Regions from separate parts of the Hordeum vulgare genome. Here region 1 is linked to region 2. Evidence: chromatin contacts called from public Hi-C data. All regions are on one chromosome and are shown on one strand. Each heading gives the region's core, a stretch centred on a gene start, on an enhancer-like site or on the middle of the called end of the contact. The rest is flanking DNA. Distances are from core to core; before and after follow the strand shown.

Evidence for each region. Hi-C and Micro-C count contacts between places; a contact is called where the count stands out from the background.
Region 1: a contact with region 2 is called in a Hi-C map of leaf, with 5 times the contacts expected there. The contact joins the promoter of LOC123436492 here to the promoter of LOC123436444 in region 2. A contact is called at or near these places in 4 of 6 Hi-C or Micro-C datasets (leaf and seedling).

What each region holds. Positions count from the first base shown.
Region 1 is chr1H:357,564,646-357,569,038 of MorexV3_pseudomolecules_assembly, reverse strand. It overlaps LOC123436492 (phenylalanine--tRNA ligase beta subunit, cytoplasmic-like), which reads right to left and starts at 1,369. Exons shown (of 21, transcript XM_045115634.1): 1 at 1,246-1,369; 2 at 1,054-1,146.
Region 2 is chr1H:357,067,261-357,071,960 of MorexV3_pseudomolecules_assembly, reverse strand. It overlaps LOC123436444 (cinnamoyl-CoA reductase-like SNL6), which reads left to right and starts at 1,939. Exons shown (of 4, transcript XM_045115631.1): 1 at 1,939-2,579; 2 at 3,209-3,397; 3 at 4,277-4,611. The coding sequence starts at 2,268.

The DNA.
Region 1 (4,393 bases), core at 120-2,619, 500 kb before region 2:
TCATGATGTATTGACACCCATGGTATTTTTAGTGAAGAAAATACAATTGTGGCCATACTATTCATCAAACAGTGTTTTTTAATATAGCTTCGGTTTTGTCAATTTTTGCCCATATTACCACGGATGTGATTTCTACGTGAAACTTGATACCCAAGTATACTGGTTGACTATGTATATTACAAAAATAAATTCCGATTTTTTTAATTTTTTTCCTAGGATTTTTAGAAAAAAAAATCATAAAGGGTGCACGCGCACCCATGTTCACCAAATCCGCGTCGGATGAGTGGTAGCAAGTCACTGAATTCTGGAATAGCTGCCAAATTTTGATCAAACTAGCCATTTAATACGTACTCCCTCCGTCCCATGATATAAGAGCGTTTTTTACACTACACTAGTGTCAAAAACGCTGGGAAATACACTTTGGTTCCTGATTGTATATGCACCCTATATGAGGATTTTTTTTAATAATTAATTAAAAATTCAAAATAGTTCCAAAGTATTTTTAGGTTAAACTTGACTTTGTTTTGCACTAGCATATAAATTTTCACGAAAACAAAATCAGCACTGACTTTTGGGCAAAAAAGACAAAATGTATTTGCTATTATGGGTCACTATTCATATTGTTTTGACCAAAAATTTGCTTTTTTAAAGAAGTCAAAGTATATTTTTATTTTTGTGGAATTTTTCTTACAAGTACAATGAAAGGTCAAGTTTATTTCAAAGATATTTTCAGAACTTTTTGACTTTTTGTTGAATTGCTTTTTTTTTGCTTGTAGGGTGTATATACACCCAGGTTCCAAAAGTTCCCCTCCCAAAAACGCTCTTATATTACAGGGAGGGGAAAACACAAAGCAATTATATCACATGACAAAGCGAACTGGAATGGAGATTGGCCTTCAAATATTTCTGTGCAATTATTACAAAACTAAGGGCAACAAGAATTAATTAAAATCATGTTTCAATCTATCAAGGCATTAATGCCGAGGGCCACGGCCACATTTTCTGTGGAATTTAAGCTTGAGTTGAGGACTTGAGATGGCTAGATGGGGGTACCTTTAGCTGAGGCGGGACGCCGAAGGACGCCAGTGTCGGGGTCGAGATCTGTCTGGACAAACGCGGTCACCGGCGCGCCGCCTCGCCGGTCAGCTGGACAGGTCAGCAGCCTGCAGATCAGCAAGGGAAGCAGCCAAGAAGGAGATGGAAGGGGAGTGATCGCTGCTGCTGCTGCTACTGCATGGGGCTCACCGGATGGGCAGGGGCGCAGGTCGAACGACACACCGGACGCTGGGCACGGCGCCCGGGCGGCGGGCGGCGGGATTGATAGGGTTCGACGGCCACGGGACGGCTGTTTTCTTGTCGTCAAAAACTCGCGTTTCTTTGCTCAGTCCCCTCGTCCAGTATTTGTTATTGGGCTGACTGGCCGAGGCCCAGCAGAAGAGGGGTAGGGAGAGTGGGCTGCGCCCCAGGCCGACTTCTTTTTCGGCTCGGGAATTTTCTGGGCTGCCTGGGACCCAGCTCCGCGACAACACTACACAAGCCCTAAGTGATCATTGGGTTTTCTCAAAACAAAAAACAAAAATCGTTGGGTCTGATTGCAAGGAAATAGTCACAAACATTATGGAAGGCAGAAAAAACAGCTCCTCTGTTATCGCGTTGGCCCTTCACTATGCTCGTGCAGCAGGGACAAGCAAGGACTTTCCAAAAATCAATAAGTGGCTGGTTTTCTATGCAAGACAACAAGTGTTGAATGTGGATGCATCTTTTTCAAAGGGTGAATATATCGATGCATGTGGAGCAATTATCCGTGATTACAAGGATACTTTTATAAGAGCTTCAACGGCAAGGTTGGAAAATGTAGCTGATGTCATCACAACCGAGGCAACGGCGCCACTCGAAGGACTCAAATTAGCTCATAATACTAGATGCTCTAATTTGGTGGTGAGAACGGATAATATTACGGTGGTGGATGCTCTTAATCAAAATGAAGTGCAATCCATGGTGGCAACGCCGGTGCTAGAAGATTGTCGTAGTATGTTAGTAGACTTCGGGAAGGTTACTATTGAGCATTGCATTAGAGAGTCGAATAATGTAGCTCATGAATTAGCTAGATGGGGAAGGACGACTAACCCTTCTGTTTGGAATGACGCTCCTCCAAACTTTATCATGAAATTGTTAGCGGACTATGTAGTTGTTATTTGATGAATAAAGTATGCTTTCTGTAAAAAAAACATTACAGAAGGCAGTGGAGGAAGGCATGCTCATATTAACCGCACCTAATCCGTGTCCTCACAACGATCTGCGTTTTCGATCGTCCATTTTATGATCTAGACGTTTATAGACGTGCGTGTGTACAACCATTTGTCCCGCATCTATCAAATATTGGCCCAACTGTCCTATGGGTTGTTGCTCCATAGGCCGAAACAAAGGCCTCTGATAAACTGGGTGGTCTTGCGGTTCATTCCAGCAAACTCGTATGTGTTTTGGTCAAGAAGTACTTGGGTTCTGTTTCGACACATGCAATTATTGAACAATTGAGTAGAAAGGTTGATGATAATGCAAAATGTTGGTTGTTTCCTATGCAATATTCACTTGCAGAGGACGAATTCACTACCTTTGTGGTGACCCTTTGGGCAGTATGGGGAGTGTGACGAAAAGCAATATATGAGGACATCTATCAAAGCCCGTTTGTTCTCCATAGTTTTGTGGAACATTACCTAGGCGAGTTGTGAGCAATCCAACCCAGGGTGACTCACGCATTTGTTTCAATCACTAACAGGTAAAACATAGTGGATTGCGTCGCTTGCTGAGCTAGCAAAATTAAATGATGTCGACGTTGTTGGAAGAGGAGGATCATGTGGAGCTGTGGGCGCCATTTGCACAGATAAAGTTGGCATATTCCTTGGTGCGTCAGCTATGTTTTTTCCAAAAACCTCTGAGTGGGCTACTCTTGAATCGTCGGCCATCAGGGAGACGTTGGCTTAGTGGATGATCTGTACGAGAGGAGCATTCAAGTGTGAGAGCACATATGCTCCCTTGGTGGTTTTGATAATTCATGACAACATACATTGTCTCTTGGACTAATACTTTTACCTAGTATATTCTAGGTATAGTACATATAGATGCTTTGGCTATAGGATTGTGAGAAGACGCCCCTTGATGCAAGGAAGGAATAGGATTGGCTCAAGCTTCAAGCAAGAAGACTCTTCATTTTATACTTTGTGAGAAATCATTTTGAGATCATAAGAAATCCAATACTATTAAAAGGGGATGAGGTATTATGGTGAGTTGGTTGCTCGAGTGCTTAAAGCTAGCCACCAAAAATACTAACCATTCTCCCACAAAATATCTCTGTCCAAACCCAAACCAGCAAAATCGGTGACACCGACAATTTCCATTCGGCCCTACCAGTTTTACACTTGACAGAACCTGTGCCAAACCCTACCATCTCGGTACCACCAACATTCCTATCGGTGCCACCGAGATTGTTTGACCAACTTTTTGTTGAGAGGATTTCAAGTTCCGGAATTTTCGAGTTTGAAATCGGACTCACCGATATTTGGAAACCAGTCTAGGTCATCGTATGGGTACCATCAAGATTGCTATATCGGTCTCATCAAGAATTCAAAAGTTGCCACATTTAGTGCAACTCGGTACCACCGAGATTCATTTCGGTGTCACCAAGTTGGGCAATAATGTTGTAGCAGTTGGATTTTGGGGGATGCCTATATATACCCCTCCACCTACCTCTCATTCGGAGAGGAAGCACTCAGAACACACATACACTTGCGAGACCCATATTTTTAGAGAGAGAGCCACTTACTCATGTGTTGAGATCAAGAGATTCCACTCCAACCATTTGAACCTTGATTTCTAGCCTCCCCAAGTTGCTTTCCACAAGATCAATCTCTCCTATCCGTAACAAATGTGTGAGAGAGTGATTGAGTGTTGAGGAGACTATCTTTTGAAGCACAAGAGCAAGGAGTTCATCATTCTACCACATCTATTACCTTTTGGAGGGTGGTGCCTCCTAGATTGGTTAGGTGTTGTGGAGTTGAATCAAGAAGTTTGTACGGGCAAGGAGATCGCCTACTTCGTGAAGATCTACCGTGAGTGAGGCTAGTCCTGTATGGACAGAAGACGTGGTGGAATAGACAAGGTCGCTTCTTCGTGGACCCCTTGTGGGTGGAGCCCTCCATGGACTCTCGCAGCCGTTACCCTCCGTGGATTGAAGTCTCCACTAACATGGACGTACGATAGCGCCACCTATCGAAACCATGCCAAAAATCGTCGTGTCAACTTCTTTACGTTTGATCTTCTTAAACTCTACTCCTTACTACATGTGCAATGTCTCTACTTTCCGTTTCCATATTTGTTGACTAGCATGTGTAGGGTG
Region 2 (4,700 bases), core at 690-3,189:
GGCTCTCTGAAAAGAAGGTGCACCTTATTGATACAAGTAGTCTATCATTCTTATTAAGCCGGGATGTCATACAAATAATGGGTTTTCCTTAGGGCCCAATAGTCGAAGGTGTCCTTAAGGACATTCGGCCATGTAGGAAGTCCTCCTTCAAGAAAGATATTTGTCCTGGTGTGCAAGCCAAGGATCCTGCATCACTTGAGGCTCTCGGTCAGTTAGAGAATCTTGTAACCCTAGGCCTTGTCACCCTTTATAAGGTGAGGCAAGGGGTAGTTTGAGATCATGTGACATCTAGTTATCGTGTTGGTAGCAACAAATCCACTCTTATTGCAATAACCCCCCTCCACACACACACACACACACACACACGAGGCGTTTCCCCACAACCAATTAAAACAAAAGAAGTAGTAGGGTGTTACCTCAACCATGAGGACCTTAACTTGGGTAAATTCCCTCTTAGTGCTCCCTTCCAGAATATCCGGCCGCACTCTCACCCTACCAGGACTACTGACGATATTTAGTACCGTGAACGATGTTTTGAGTTGTTACCTTGTTGAAGGTATTGCTCAGATATGTCCACACTGTTCTTCAGAGTGAAAACCTATATCCTCGCATTGGTGGTTGGGTTCGATGACGGCGGCACGTGAGGGTCGCTCCTTTCCTTAAGGCATTGTTGTTTAAGGATCTTGCCATCCATGTGATGTCATGAGATGGTGCAGATATGATCGTTGCTGTAGTTTGCTGGATTGATCTTTTTCCCTTGTCTATGCAGAATATTGATTTTATATATTTTTGCTATTTGTCGGTGTATTATGTGCCTGCCTGCATCAATGTTTATTGCTCAACATAGCTAGTCTTGATGCTTTATTTTAAACCAATAAAATCGATCCTTCATCGAAGAAGAAAATGTAATCTACTAAGGCTGGTTGTAGTGGGTAGTATTATATATTAGTGTCATATGCATATGATACTAGTGTATGATACCACAACCGTAATGCATAGTATCATGTGTTGGTATTATAGGATGGTTCATTTATTGCCATGCAAGACACATAGTAGCACATCATTTAATATGATACAGTATCATGATATGATACTCAACCTTTCTTTCTTCATTTAATTCGATGCCACCTCATCGAAATTGCTTAGTTGAAATGTATGATACTACCTATGATATTTCCATTACGGACAGTCTTAAAATGCATGATACTATCTATGATACTCCCATTACGAACAGCCTAATAGTCAGCACAGAAGAGGCGTGCAGGACCACTTGAATCTAGCTACTCCAGCTTATAAAATACATGCACATATGCAACAAAGTCCACTTATGACCGATGACGCGCGCAAGGACGTGGCTGCCAGAAGACCAGTTGAGACTACGTCGTCGATCATGAAGCCAGGGTATGCCCGTCCTTGCAAAAAGTAGAATGATCACGATCGAATGACACCTGTTCAGGGGGGAATGAGCTTGACGATCCACATGTAGCAGTAGTGGGTAGATGGAGGTAGAGGCCCTCCTCATGCGCGCGCGCGTGTAACCGCGCGGCGCCATGTGGTGGTGGTGCACCGGCGCTGGTGAATCGCGGCAGCTGCAACCGCTGGCCAGCGCAGGAGCCACTCTTCTCACCAAACCAAGCTAAATCCCACCGCCGTCGGCCGACAGGTCAACGCCTCCCGATCGATCCAGCCGCAGGCGAGGTGCATCGAATTTGCGTGCGTATCCCAAATTCCAGCGGACGGGACGGATGGGTACGCCGTACGCGAGCCACACAGGCGCGCGCGCGCGCGCGTGCAGCTGCGCGTCGTTGGGGAGACAGTTGGGCGTCGCGCCCGCCCCGGCCGCAGCTGCCAACTACCCGGCACCTGACCCTCTTCCCCTCCCCTCCCAGCAGCCAAGCCCAAGCCCAAGCCCGTTGCGTCGCCTCCTCCTCTTCCGCTAGCTCCTCTCCTGAAACCACCACCACCGGAGGGGAGGGCAGAGCACGCACCCACACCCACACCACACCGCACCGCACGCCCTTTGGATGCGGCTGACCCTCTCCGGCCCGGCTGACCCACCTCCACCCGCGCTCCTCTTCCGTCCCCGACTCGGACACGCGCTCAACCTCTTCTCTTCCCAAACCCCCCTCTCCCTTTATATACCCACCACCCCACATCTCCCCCTCTCATCTCGCCACCAGTAAAAGCAGCGAGCCATCCCACCTCCGCCGCCTGCCGTCTCCGGCGCTTTCTTGGACGTACAAGCAAGGAATCAACCAGAACCAGCCATGTGCCCCGGGGCGGCGGCGGCGGCGGCGGCGGAGTCGGACAAGAGCGTGTGCGTGATGGACGCCTCTGGCCCGCTGGGCCACGCGCTCGTGCACCGCCTCCTCCGCCGGGGCTACACCGTGCACGCCGCCACCTACGACCACTCGCTCGACGAGGAGGCGGGGCTGCTCGCCGCCGCAGGACACGACGAGGACCGGCTCAAGCTCTTCCGCGCCGACCCCTTCGACTACCACACCATCGCCGACGCCGTCCGCGGCTGCTCCGGCCTCTTCTGCATGTTCAACACCCACGACGACCAGGCCGGCTGCGACGTGAGTCGACTCTCCTTCCTTCCCCTCCCTCCCTCCCTCGCCATTACCACCAAATTACTACTACTTACCACTAGTTTCAAGAGAGAATCATGGATGATGGATCGATCGTGCCGTCACATCGGGTTACTTTACTTGTAACTTGATCCCACCCCCGGCAATTAAGAATCCATTCCCGATCGCCCGCCGGATCGGCCTCTTCTGCATGTTGCAGTGGCTAACTGGCTGGCTGGATAAGAGTTGAGAGAAAACACTGCCGCTAGTGCCGTACCACTGCAGCAGCACAGTACAGCTAGTCGTTGAGCATCTAATTCTTTCTTCCTTCCTTTCTCCTTGGCGTGAGCTGGGCCATTAAGGCACAGCTCATCTGCTTCCTCTCGCTGCTCCCTCCACCACCACTACTCCACTGCCGGCATTAACTCTGCTCCAAACCAAACCTCTGGCAGAAGCCTTTCCCGCGCGGCGTGCATTGATGCCTCCGAATGGATGCTTCACCACACACAGCACAGCACAGCACAGCTGCTTCTAATTAAGGCCGGCGCTGCCGCTAATTAAGCCAACGGTTGGGTGCTAGCTGGTTAATTAATTGATTTGTTCTTAATCTGATGATGGCTGGGTGATGGCGGTTGCAGGAGGTGATGGTGGAGGTGGAGGTCCGGGCGGCGCAGAACGTGCTGGAGGCGTGCGCGCAGACGGTGACCATGGAGAGGGTGGTCTTCACCTCCTCCGTCACCGCCGTCGTATGGAAGGACGACCACAAGCCCGTCGACGCCTTCGACGAGAGGAACTGGAGCGACCTCAATCTCTGCAGGAAACGCAAGGTAATCGACCGCCCATCACCCATTCGCTCATGCCACGCGAGCGCCGCAACTTCTCTCTTCTTGTTGCGAAGCCCGGCAAGCAGCGGGGCACGAAAAGCAGCTGCATGTCTTGTTACGAAATCCGGCACGGAAAGGAAGCGGGCCACCAAACCCCAAGAAAGCAACGCCGCAGTCCCGTCGCTCTTGGCGTTAATCATCCGTCTGCATTCATGCAATGCAAGCGACTAGTAGTTGTAGCAACATGACAGGAAAACAGTCAAAAAAAAAAACGTAGTAGTACGTGCCGAACCCAATATTAAGTGGATGAGACTGGTAAAACCAGACTTCTCAACTGTGAAGATCACGACACAGAAAGAGAACAAATAATGTACTAGTAGTACCCAATAAGAAAACAAATACTAGTACCACTCTACCAGGAGTATATTCTACTAACACATCCTAGTCCACACGAAGATCATCCTTGCTTTGCGTATTTGATTGTATAATATATGGGTGCTTATTTAGCAGATTGACACTCGGCACTTTTAAATTGCCCCAGCTACTCTTTTTGTTCTTTTGAACGAGAACTGGTCCTCTGTTTCTGAATTCTGACGGTTAGCAGCGTCCGTCCTGCTTGTTGGGGCCATCCACTACAGCGACCCCATGTTCCCGACATGTTTGCCAAATTGCCAAGCGCAAGCCACCAGCGTCTCCTCCTGCAGCTGTCACCAAAGTTGCATGTGCAAGCTTTGGAAGAATGCTTTCACAACACACACACCCTTTGCCTTTAGGACGGACAGCGCAATCACAAAAATTACTACTTACGTACTTAGAAAGACACACATTTTACTTGATATAGCTTCTTGTTTTACTTACTGTTATATGGGGGGGTTGTTGCAGCTGTGGCATGCGCTGGCCAAGACGCTGTCGGAGAAGACGGCCTGGGCCTTGGCCATGGACAGAGGGGTGGACATGGTGGCCATCAACGCCGGCCTGCTCACGGGGCCGGGGCTCTCCTCCGCCCACCCCTGCCTCAAGGGGGTCCCGGAGATGTACGAGCACGGCGTCCTCGTCACCGTCGACGCAGACTTCCTCGCCGACGCACACGTGGCCGCCTACGAGTGCCCCACGGCCTTCGGCCGCTACCTCTGCTTCAACAACGTCGTGTGCCGGCCCGAGGACGCCCTCCAGTTCGCCCAGATGCTCGCCCCGTCCGCTCCATGCTACCCTCCAAGGTACAGTACAGTACACTTCAATGAATAAGTATTTATTTCAACTAAAAAAATTCTAAGAAAGTCCAGTCAAGTGTTGTAACCGACTGACC